2 separate regions of the Triticum aestivum genome follow, and region 2 is linked to region 1. The links are chromatin contacts, called in public Hi-C maps. All regions are on one chromosome and are shown on one strand. The core of a region is the stretch at or near the end of the contact, and the rest is flanking DNA. Distances in the headings are between cores, read along the strand shown.

Evidence for each region. A called contact is a pair of places that touch in the nucleus more often than the background predicts.
Region 2: a contact with region 1 is called in a Hi-C map of leaf, with 5 times the contacts expected there. The contact joins the enhancer-like site here to the promoter of LOC123139894 in region 1. A contact is called at or near these places in 3 of 5 Hi-C or Micro-C datasets (all in leaf).

What each region holds. Positions count from the first base shown.
Region 1 is chr6B:712,369,749-712,375,539 of IWGSC CS RefSeq v2.1, forward strand. It overlaps LOC123139894 (OVARIAN TUMOR DOMAIN-containing deubiquitinating enzyme 12), which reads right to left and starts at 3,128. Exons shown (of 11, transcript XR_006469687.1): 1 at 2,735-3,128; 2 at 1,269-2,506; 3 at 1,070-1,174; 4 at 871-1,004; 5 at 11-84.
Region 2 is chr6B:712,483,889-712,489,839 of IWGSC CS RefSeq v2.1, forward strand. No RefSeq gene overlaps it. Among protein-coding and RNA genes, the nearest start is that of LOC123139897, 12 kb to the right of the region's middle. Within about 2 kb of position 1,878, at least 2 of the 8 cell types and tissues checked have an H3K27ac peak or open chromatin away from gene starts, as enhancers often do. A contact at or near this core is called in leaf, where this site is marked.

The DNA.
Region 1 (5,791 bases), core at 1,878-4,377:
TAAGACAGACCTGTCTGACAGCCTTTCATGGTCCATGGTGGCTTCGTCGAGTGATGGAATTTCACCATTAATTTTAGGGACATGCTGGAGAAGGCAAAATAAATTGTTTAATCATAGTTGTAAGTGTAATGGAACCAAAGCTAATAACAGATGCATAAATGTGTCGGAAAAGAAAAGAATGCTGATTAATTGTGCAAGTAGCAGTTTTAACTTGCAGCCTTTTTCCCATACTGAAGGTACAAGTAATAATTTATTCCCATGAAACTATAAGGAAGGCAGTAATCACAGCTTTGTATGCAAAACTCTATAAACTGAACCTGGTAGCCAAGTCACAGTTTTCATCTGGACGTTGCCAAATTTTAACATGGAGTTAAGAATATCTGAACTTAATTCACCTTACAATGTATTTACAGACTTTTGGACGAATTTCTTATCATGCTGTCCACTAAAGTAAGTAGTATTCACAATCAATTATCCAACTGACATACATATTGGTGAAATTGTCCATTGAGATTTTAGCTACATGTGCACAGGTGTTCTGTCAATTATCTTACCTACTTTGGCCATTGCTTAGTAGCTACTCCCTCCGTTCCTAAATACTTGTCTTTCTAGAGATTTCAACAAGTGACTACATACGGCGCAAAATGAGTGAATCTACACTTTAAAATATGTCTACATACATCCATATATTGAGTCCATTTGAAATGCCTAGAAAGACAAGTATTTGGGAACGGAGGGAGTACTTTAGTGAGTGAGCAAACATGGGACTTATCAAGCTTCCTTGGAAGCAAAGCTTCGTTTATTCTAGATACTAAGGAGGGAAATCAATCTTAGCGGAACAACACTGTGACTAAGGATCAATAGACTCACGGGAACTGGGACCATGGGGTAAAATCTCTTCCCTACTTCTTCCTCCATTTCAAAACAATCGTCACTCTCAGGGTATGAAGAGGAACTAGACGGATCTACGTAGACTGCCTCATGCTCCTGCCCGCCAACATTTCCTGGAACACACAAAATACATTAGGAGGGATAGCAAAACCGCGAAAGGTGAAGGGCTGAATCAGACCATGGATATTTTCACTACCAGGATGGTACATGCCTACTTGTGGGTTGTACATATCACACGTAAGTGCGGAGGAATGCAAATATGTCTCATCGGGATGCGATGCATCTGCAGAACCAAAAAAACATACACATGAGGAATACTGCCTTCTTTTTTTCATGAGTTTTGCACAAAAGAATTGCACGACGTTCCACAAAACTACCTCTAGCATAATTGTAGTCACAATAGCTGCTGTCACTGTAACCATTAGGATGTCCGTAGTAGCTGTTGGGAGCGGCAAAGGGGTCATGGAAAAGGTCGTAGGCCCAGTGGAAATTTTGATCTTTCTCACACATGCTCATCCGTGGGGCTCAAATTCTCTGTCAAAAGCACTGCCCCTACCAAGTAGATTCAGTGATTTTAGCATAAGGGAATGGACACCAAAAGAAGAACAGGAAATGCGCGATACACGGCTAATTTTGCGCGGCTGCAACAAAGTCAAGGACTGGTGAGAGACTCGACATAAATGAATGATCCGAGCCGTCACGTTAGGAGCACCCTCACTAAATGTGTTCGATACACTAGTCACGATTACGACAGATCGGAGAAAACCAACAGATTAGTACGCAATCCTCCCCCTCCTGGGACCACTACCACATTATAAGATATTATTAGCACAACTTATTATCAGTCTAAGCAACCAAATCAACAACCTAATAACATGCAAGATCAAATCAAAGGCTGATTGAACAACCCAATATGATTACTCCCATCACACGTTATGAAAACAAGAAAAGCTGGAACAGTCCCATAATCCAATCAGACGCTTTCTGTAGCAGCCTTAAAATAGTGGATTGCGTCTTAACTGCCGATTATGCCCGAGAGGCCGTTCAGGGAGAGCGAACTAACTGCAGGCGATATCCACCTTAATTTCTCTGATACGAACGGCTGACGTGCTCGGTGTGGATTGCGAAATGAGGGCCTCACCTACTGCTGTCCGCTAAAAAAAGATATATCTAAACTGGTAATAACAAAACACGGATTATTAACAAGAGATATGGGTAACTGTATCTGGCAACCCTGTTTTCCTGCAGGGTTAGTGGCTGCGTCAACAGGAGAAATAATGGTGGAAAAGTTGCAAGACTATTATTATTCCTGCAGAGTTAGTGGCCGCCTCACGAGGAAAAATGGCGGAAAAGTTGCACGACTATAATAGTAATAATACTAATAATCCAACAAGAAAGCCTCGTCCAGTGAGAAAACGAGGGAACGAACGGGCGGTGTTGTCCCGAAAGGCGGCATCAACGATGATGAAGCAACCTTAGCAGGCAAGGCTGCGGCTTTGCTCCTTTATGTTCATGGGGCAAATCATTTCTACAGAGCAAGAAAGAAGGGGGGAAAGGGCATTCCTTTTTGCTGCCACAAGCTACCACATACAACCAATTTCTTCAGTTTTGGAGCCTGGCAGACGGACAAAATAGAGCGTCGTCAGCGGCTCATAAATCGCAACAAGATCAACGCGGCTTCGATAACAATCCAACAGAAAGCAGCCGGCAAAGCAAGATAATGATAAAATCGGTCCAGGAGATAAGGTCGGGATCGCGGCCCGATTTCCCCTCCTGAAAACCGCCCGCGTCGATGAACAAGAGAGGGGAAATCCAGAAATCAGAGAAGGCTCGGCGCACTGACCTCGAGCTCGGCGCGCTCCCCACCCGCGATCAGCTCTCCGCAGAAAGACGACGGCGGCGGCGGCGGCGGCGGAGGCGGGGGCCAAAACCGGATCTTCTGCTCGCCCGGCGAGGGACTAGCGGGCGGCGGCGGCTCCGGGGGGGTTGAGCGAGGAGGCGAAGCAGCAGCAGGGGGAGCGGCGGGTCGGGGCGGGGGTCATCCGGGAGCCCTGGCGCACGGGCGAATTCCTCGGCCGGCGGATTGGGGGGATTGAGGAGGAAGCAGCCGGGAGGAGGAGGAGGAACCGCTGCGAGGTGCGGTGTGAATCGAGCGCGAGGGAGGAGAGAGGCAGAGGCGGAGCTTATTTTTATTTTTTTATGTTTTTCTTCACTCGCTCTCTTTCGGCTGGCACGCGGCCTCTGCTGTTTATAGTACTCGCTGTACTGTTGTGGAGGTGGGGGTGGCCTTTTTGCAGAAAGGACCTTGAAGTTTGTTCTTATTGCGGTGAGAGGCCCTCGGAGTGAGCAAGACGGTCTTCCTTCTCTCCGGCCGCCTCATGGAATGAACATTAGTTAATGACCTCTGCTCCTTGTCATCACAAGGGAGAAGAACACATGGTATGGTGGTGGCTTTTTGAAGCTTAAAAAACCCGCGGAATATGACCGTGCTTGGAACAGATTGCTGAGGGGAGGGTAACCACAAGGCAAGGATGCATGTAGCTTTCTCTCTTGAGAGAGGGGTCCGGGGTTGTGCACGGTCGATGGCGACGCGGCACAACGCGACGTACCGCGGCGGCGGCCCTTTCGGTTTGTTTGTTGCTACCCGTTGTGTGTTGTGTCCTCGTGGAGGAGACATAGAATAAGGGCGCGCGATGTCGACGCTGACGTGTTCGACATGGCTCAAACGCTCTGGTTTGTGTTTACATGTTGAGCGCAAGGTAGAAGGATTGGGGCGGTGATGACATCATTGATTGGGATACAACTTTTTTCATTAAAAAAGAGGCACAGTTTTTATTTGTTGCCGGGAAATGAGATTTGGTGTTGTTAGCAGATCGGTGCTTTTATAAAGCACATCCCGGCTTCGCGCTCAAGCCGGGGGATAAGAAGGTATTAGCTCAAATAAGCCGAATGGCACCACCGTTGGCACGCCGGAATTAGTTGGCCAAATGTTGTCAAGAACGTATGTATACTTTTGATTCTTCGACTCATTTGGTCGCTTTTCGTGGTAAGGACAACGAGTTGCTTGAAGGGTGCATTTGTATTTATGACAATGTTAATGATTGTACTATTGCTTATACATGCATGATACAAATACTTGTACGTACGTCACTACCTTTATTGAAAGGACTATTTATATTTGCTTTTAACAGATAAGCATTTCAAAATGCTGCAGACAGTATAAGTACCGCTAAAAAATCTGGCCATCCTTCCAAACCCGGAGCAAAAAGATGAATGTATGCTAAAAATTAAATTAGACCCTCTAATCTAAGATAAGTGCCGCACACGTCAAGGCTAGCGCCACCGAAAACGCCCAGATTGTTGAGTGTTGTAGGCAGCGTCATATTTGTTACTTTGTCTTTGTAAGAAACGATCAGAATTTTGGGGAAGTTGAGAAGAACACATGGTGTGGTGTATGGTAGTGGCTTTTTGAAGCTTAAAAACCCCGCCAAATATGACCAGGTTTGGAATGGACCGGTGAGGGTAACAACACTGGTGTAGCCTCCTTTCTTGAGAGAGGGGATGTGCACGGTTGATGGTGACGCGACACAACGCGACGTACCGCGGCGGCCCTTTCGGTTTGTTGTTACCCGTTGTGTTTGTGTCCTCCTGGTAGAGACATAGAATAAGGATGCGCGATGTTGACGCTGACGTGCTTGATATGGCTCAAACGCTCTGGTTTCTGTTTACACGTTGAGCGCAACAAAGAAGGATTGGCGCCCCGATGACATCATTGATTGTCATACTTTTTCTCATTAATTGGTATTTATTTCTTGTGGGGAAATGAGATCGGTCCTTAGTAAAAAAACACACACCGGCTTTGCGCCGGAGCCGGTTATAACAAGGTACCGATAACTCAAAATAAGCCGAATGGCTCCATGGTTGGCGCTAGCTAGTATTAGTTGGCCAAATGTTGTCAAGAATGTATGTGTGATTTTGATTATTCGGTTCGTCCGGTCGCTTTTCATCGTAGGGACAGATGAGTTGCTTGAAGAGTATGGTTGTATTTATGACAATGTTAATGAGTGTACTATTGCTTATACTGCATGCATGATACAAATACTTGTACGCCACTGCCTTTGTTGAAAGAACTGTTCGGATATTCTTTTTGAAGAAGGCGTTTGAAAAATGTTGAAGGAAGTGTATGGAGACACGGATAATCTAATTTTGTTTGACATGAACTTGGGCACGTTGCTCACCAAAGGGAAAGCCCATGTACCAATAGGATACAATACCCCTAAAAAAAATAGGATACAATAATGCTTGTCATCAGCCAAGTTTAACACGTGTACGCATTAAGCTCCAGTGGTACTTACGGTACTCAAGACAGATTCCAGGGAACTACAGGGGTGGAACCGCAGAGGAGGACGGAGAGTCCGCTCGTCCCATCGAGGCGTCGTCGACCGGTGGAATCGCGTCAGCGGGCCGGGGCCCGCCCGGGGGCAGGGGGCGAGGCCAGCGGGGCGGGCGTTGACGTCACAGGCCCATCTGAGCAGCGCGCGGATTCCGAGGGGAATCTATCCCGGCGCTCTGCGCGGCAATCTGACGGCCGTCAGCCAGCCCGCGGGCCGGGCGGGCCCCGCGCCCTGGATGCGGCCGGGCCTGCCATCGGGAATGGCATCTTTTCGTACGCCGCTGGCTAAAAGCCAAGCGGCCCCCCGCCCCCACGGAATTTCTCCTCTTTACTATTTTTATTTACCTACTAGACCGGACTAGAAAACTTGAGGCCGACGTGGAATTTCAGACTTTAGGGTGAAAAGATGGTAATCTTTTTAGGGAGGCCGAGAGTGACCGGCAGCATAATAAACGCACGAAACAATGGGTCTTACTTCACTTTCTTGGCTTTTCGCGCTTCGGAAAA
Region 2 (5,951 bases), core at 628-3,127, 110 kb after region 1:
AATTTAATTCTGTATTTAAAAAATGTTAAACAAGTATATGAAAATGTTCCTCATGTATAAAAAAAGGTATATCTTTTGAGAAAAAATGTTTAATGCCGTTAAAAAATGTTTGCCATGTGTTTTATAATTTTGGGCTTGACAGTGAGCGAGACGTAGACAGCAGCTCCATCGCTGCACTTTGCTGCCTGCCTGCCTGACACGGCCATCGACACCTCATCGCCGGCCATGACGGTCGTCACGGGCGGGCTCCATGCATCCACATCCACCGACTCGCTTTAATCCATCCATACGTAGTTCTAAAAAAAAAACCATCCATCCGTGCGCCTTTTTCGTCCCGGGGTTTGCTGATCCAGTTAATAATTAGGGCGCTTATAGGCGCCGGTGCGTCGACCGAAAGTTTCGGCCGGTCCAGCCCATGTCGTTTGATGTGAGTCGCGTTGCTGTTGGATCCAGAAAAAAAATCGCCCCAAGCTTCTTCTTCTTCCTCCTCCTACGCATCTAACCGCCGTGGATGAGCGAGGCGCCCGACCTCGAAGCACCACTGAGCTTCGCCGCCCCCACGCCGGTCACCGCCCCCGCCGCCGGTTGCCGCCCTCTCCTGCGTTTCACGCCGGCTGGACGCATGCAGCAGCATGTGCCCCGGTTGCAGCTCCCCCGGCAACGGCCACTACTCCGTGCGACGGTCGGAGCTCCGGTGGCGATGATCACCGGTCACGCGCCCTCGACGACGAGCTCACGACTGAAGCGAGGCAAGGCTTGAACCGTCGCACATGCCCTGTGTTGCAAAACGCTGGAAAAAAAGCTTCAACCCCGGGATGGAAAAGCTTCAACCAGCACTGCGAAACAGGGGGAATTTGCAACTGCTGGTGCAAAAATGCTTCAACCTTAGATGGAAAAGTTTCAACCATATGATAGGAGAGAGCTTTAACCAAAGCGCTACTCAAAACGAAATAAGTTTCAGACGTTTACAAAAAAGCTTCAAGCGTGGATGTAAAAAGCTTCAACCGTGTATGAAAACAGCTTCAACCGTTGTACAAAAATGCCCCAACCAGACACTGCAACCAGAGAAAAGTTGCAAACGTTGACAGAGAAAGCTTCAACCATATATCAAAAAAGCTTCAACTGCTATCGGCGACGGAAAAATTGTGGTTGCAGCCTGCGATCACCCCCGCGAGCTGCGCGAGATGTGGGGGTGCTGCGTGCGCGAGATGCGTGAGACACGAGGAAGAAGGAAGCGGCCGGCCCAAAGGTTCGGCCCGGTGCCCCGGCTCGAAACATTTACCTAATAATTACTATCCCTTTTTAGTTCGGGTCATGGCCGGTCGCATCAGAGCAGTCACGTGCACGATCCACAGAGTAGACTGAGGCGGTGTACACGTACGTACTTGTACTCGTCGAGGTCTCCGTCGAGTCGAGCGTCTCGCTCAACCGATGGTCCGTGAATCGGTGAATGAAGCATGCATGCCCATGCAAAAAAAAAGAAAAAAAAGAATGAAGCATGCATGCATGCAGACCTTGCTGCTGACCTCGCGCGCGCATGCAGCGGAGCAGAGCTCGCCCGGAAATTCACGCCTCGTTCGCACCAGGGAGAGGGAGGGAGGACCCTACATCACCCGCTCAGGCTGTTCCGGAGAAGGCGACAGGAGCCAGGAGGCACGATGGATGATAGGCGGGCGCACGCGCGGAAGAGGCGAGAGCGAGGTAATGGTGGACTGGACTGACGGCGGAAGTGAAGGCAGCGGTCAAACCTGGAATGGACGGACGGACGGACGGACGGCTGATAGATATTTTCTCCTCCTACTGACGAACGAAAGGGAGAGGAGAGCAGCCGCAAGGGGGAAGGAAGCCCCAGGAAGGCCACACAAGTGGGAAGAGGAGGAGAGGCGGACAAAGTCTCCCGAACGAGTCTTGGTCGTCGTCGGCGCTGGCTCGCCTGTGAACAAGGCCGTCGAAATCAAAATCGGGGCGAGCACCGCTGCTCACATGGGCCCGGGCACACGTGATGCCTCTTTAATTCACTACAGTAAGTAATAACAGCATCAGCATCACAGATCTTTTTTGCAAATCTGAGATGGTTCTGCTTGACGAAACGGCCAAGATCGCTCGTTTATTAGAGCATAGACAGCCGGACTCAAATCCGGCTCCTAAAACGCCCGAGGACGCGTTCACTGACCGGGCATCCCTTATATTTGTCGTTCTGCATCCGCGTACTTCATATCTATTACCTTATATTCGTACTACTCATACACACGTTGATCTATCCTATGTGATCAGGCGACAGACAACCAAATTGAGCTGCAAAGGAACACAAGATCCGCTGCAAACGGACATAACATACTTCACCATATCCAAAAGATCATAGTTCGTCCACGGACAAGTTCATAAACTTCTACAACTAAAAACGATATAAACAATGAGGAGGAGGGGGGGGGGGCAAAATCACCACTTCCTCGCCGCGCCTTTGTCCTTCCAGTTGCCGGCACAGCTGTAGGCGTCCTCGGCTGGTGGAGGGTCTTGGTCGGCAGATGGAGAGATGCAGTTGTCGCCGTCGTCGGAGTCAAAGTCGAAGAGGACGATGAGCCCCTTCATCTGGCGGACCGCCCTGTCCTGCTCCTGCTTCAGCCTTGCCACCCGAGCCTTCTCAACTGCTGCCTCCTTTGCCTCGCGCTCCGACTACTCAATAGTTAGCCGGAGCGCCTTGGCGCTATTCCATCGGAGGCGGCGAGCGTCCGCCTCCGCCGTCGCGAGGGAGCGGTGATACACCTAGGCGAGGAGACGCGCGTCCTCGTCGGCGTCTGACTCTGTCCCGCGGAGGCGGCGTGCGGACTGCTCCGCCGCCTCCCTCTCCCATGCATGTTGCCTCACGTGGCGCACGACACGCGCCTCCGACTCTAGAGTGCGCGTGAGGGCCGGAGGCCCGGCACAAACACCCAAAGCTGGCCGCGCACCGGCGGGGAAGGAGACTACACGGGGCCGACGCTGACTGTGCTGATCGGGCGTCACTGCGGGTGGGCCGGGAGGGTCCAACTCCAGTGCCCGCGCTGCACAGGCACGGGAGGTGCGGCGATGCTCCAGATCTGGAGCTGTCGCTGGTCTCCTCCTTCGACCGCTCCAACGCAATGCGGAGGGCCATCTCCTCCTCATAGTCGAACTCCTAGTTAGACTCGCTGCCGGAGCTACTCATCGTGGTGGATGGGATCGGAACCGGAGAGGGAAAGGAGTAGACAGACGAAGCGAGAGAGGGAGAGAGTGAGCTAGGATTTGAGCTCGCCGCCCGGATTGGGGTTTTTTGTGGGGTCCTTGCTGGGCCTGGTCTGTCAGACGGACGCGCCGGGATGTGCACGGGCCGCCTCATCTCCGCCCTATATTTGGCTGGATATAAGGAGTACCGGTCAGCCGAACATTTGTCTGTAGTTTGAGAGGTTTGGTTGGGTCGATTTTCTGTGACCGATCACTTACCAGACAGCATCTCCGAGAGTTTGAGACGGGTATGAGAGGATCGGCTGATGCTCTTAGGTCCTGTTTATTTGGGCTTTTATTTTTGCTTTTGCAGCTTTTTCATTTTGGCAAAAAGACATAAAGGCTCTAGATGGGTGCTTTTGATGCTTTGTTGTTGCTACCGCTACTGCTCCCACTCCCGTCCCGTCTTGTTGTCCCGTATGAACTTCTTTTTGCTTCCATCCGTTCAGGTTGGTTACGTAATTTATTACACACGCACCCTCGTGCGACTTGTCCTGCTCGGTTGGTGCTAATTTGTTTTAAATAATACATTTTTTTATTAATTTGCACAAATATTACGCCGATATTTTTATTTTCAAAAATAATATCCAATCAGCCTGCAGCAGGCCGATTGGCCCCTAGTCGGCCAACCGCAGGCTGATTGGCCACTTGTCCTCCTACAGATGGCTGATAAGAACCTGTCGGCCAGTTATGGGCTGATTGGGTCCTGTCGGCCAACTGTGAGCTGATTGAATTTTTTTTAGTTGTCCCGTTAATATTCCGTACTAACTCGTACTATACGTGGATGCGAAATATTTAGGTGTGTTAGTATTTGAAGTTGCTCCGGCAATATCTGAAATATACGTAGATGTCAAACATTTAAATCTGTCAATATTTGTAGTTGCTTCCGCAAATATTCGTAATATATTTGTACGTGTGTGAATTCTTTTAGTTGCTCAGTCAATATTTCGTAATAATTCGTACTATATATGGATGTGAAATATTTCGGTGTGTCAGTATTTGTAATTGCTCCCGCAAATATTCGTAATTTTTTTGTAGGCGTGTGAACTTTTGTAGACCGTTAATATTCTGTAATATATATACATGTCGAATATTTAGTAGTGCGGAGTTGCTGCTTAATACTCTCTCCGTTCCAAAATAAGTGTCTTGACTTAGTACAACTTTGTACTAAAGTTAGTACAAAGTTGAGACAATTATTTTGGGACAGAGGGAGTACTTGTTTGTAATAGGCCCACAGCTGGCCGACAGGGTCACCACCTCTTGGCCGACTGGCCTATCAGCCATCTGTAGGCCGATAGGAGGCCAATCAGCCCGCTGTTGGCTGACAAGGTCCAATCGGCCTGCTGCAGGCTGATAGGATTTTATTTTTGAAAATAAAAATATCGGCGTAATATTTGTGCAAATTAATAAAAAAGATGTATTATTTAAAAAAACATAGCTCGGTTGATGGGGCGGGAAAATTAGGCTCGCCGATTAACCACCCCAACTATCTAGCTCCGTCCCTGGTACACTCGTACTCGCACCAAAGATGCGGAAATTGCTTTTGGAGCTAATTTAAAATTCAATAAAATTCATTTTTTTACATTTCAATTTTTTTTGAAAAGCAAATACTGACATGCATGGAGGCATAGCACATGTGTGTGTAAATTTTTAGAACGAAATACATTGAAATGAGGGTTGTGCAAGAAACAGAAACATGTGGCTTTTCAACACATGATACTATTCAACCCAAAAGTCCATGAATTTGTTCTTTTTACGCATATCATATATCAAGGTAATTCTTCCTTGTATATGTTACCTTGTTCGGTTTTGGTCCACAGACAGACATATATGCATGGCAGTATGGACTTGAACGCGGACTGGCTTGGGTTTGGATTAGCTCTAGGTGAGGACGTGGCAACCACTCCAGCTCAGCCGGACAGCAATTAATACGTACGTGCTGCCAGCTTGCCACAATGCCACCTCATCGGTCGGCCACGAGGGCATGTACAATGGTGGCATATGGATACATATGCCCCATGACAAAAAGTAATTTGAGGCACCTACATTTATTTTTTTCTTCCCAATGTAAGCTACCATTAGTGGGGCTCATTAAAAAATAAAAAATAAAGACTCTAGTACACATATATCTCTATTTTTCACTCCACCTTTTCAGCTTTTGTCACCGGACCACACTTTTTCTCTTCAAGCACCCGCCTCCTGGTGAGGATCCCGCTTCCCTATCCGAACCTACTTTATGTCATATCCGATCCTACATGGCATGCGAGACATCACCTTGAGGCTATGCATTGTACATGCCCTGAAGGATGTCACAGGCTCCATGGACGCACTTTTGCACCTTTCCGTCAGATGCCGATCCTATCTTTGTCGTCCATCATCTGTTGGCAGTCACGTGCACAACGGAGCAGCAAAGCACCAGTGTACCAACACGTACGTACGTAAGTGGAGAGCTCGCATGCACGTTGGACCGTCCTCCTTCTTAGCGGCCCTAGCCGCCGCCACCGGCGAGGGGACTAGGGAGACGATCTTCTTCCACTGATCTCCACCGGCGGGGATGTTGGCGCCTTCTCCCTCCGGCTGCTGCTCCGGCGGCAGGAGGGGGACCCCGTTCCTCCGCTCTGTAGTTAAGGTTTGGATTTGTAGGTCAGGGTGCGCCGTTGAAATGGTGGAAGCGGCGCCAGGACGAATAAATCTGGCTTAACTTCACTCCC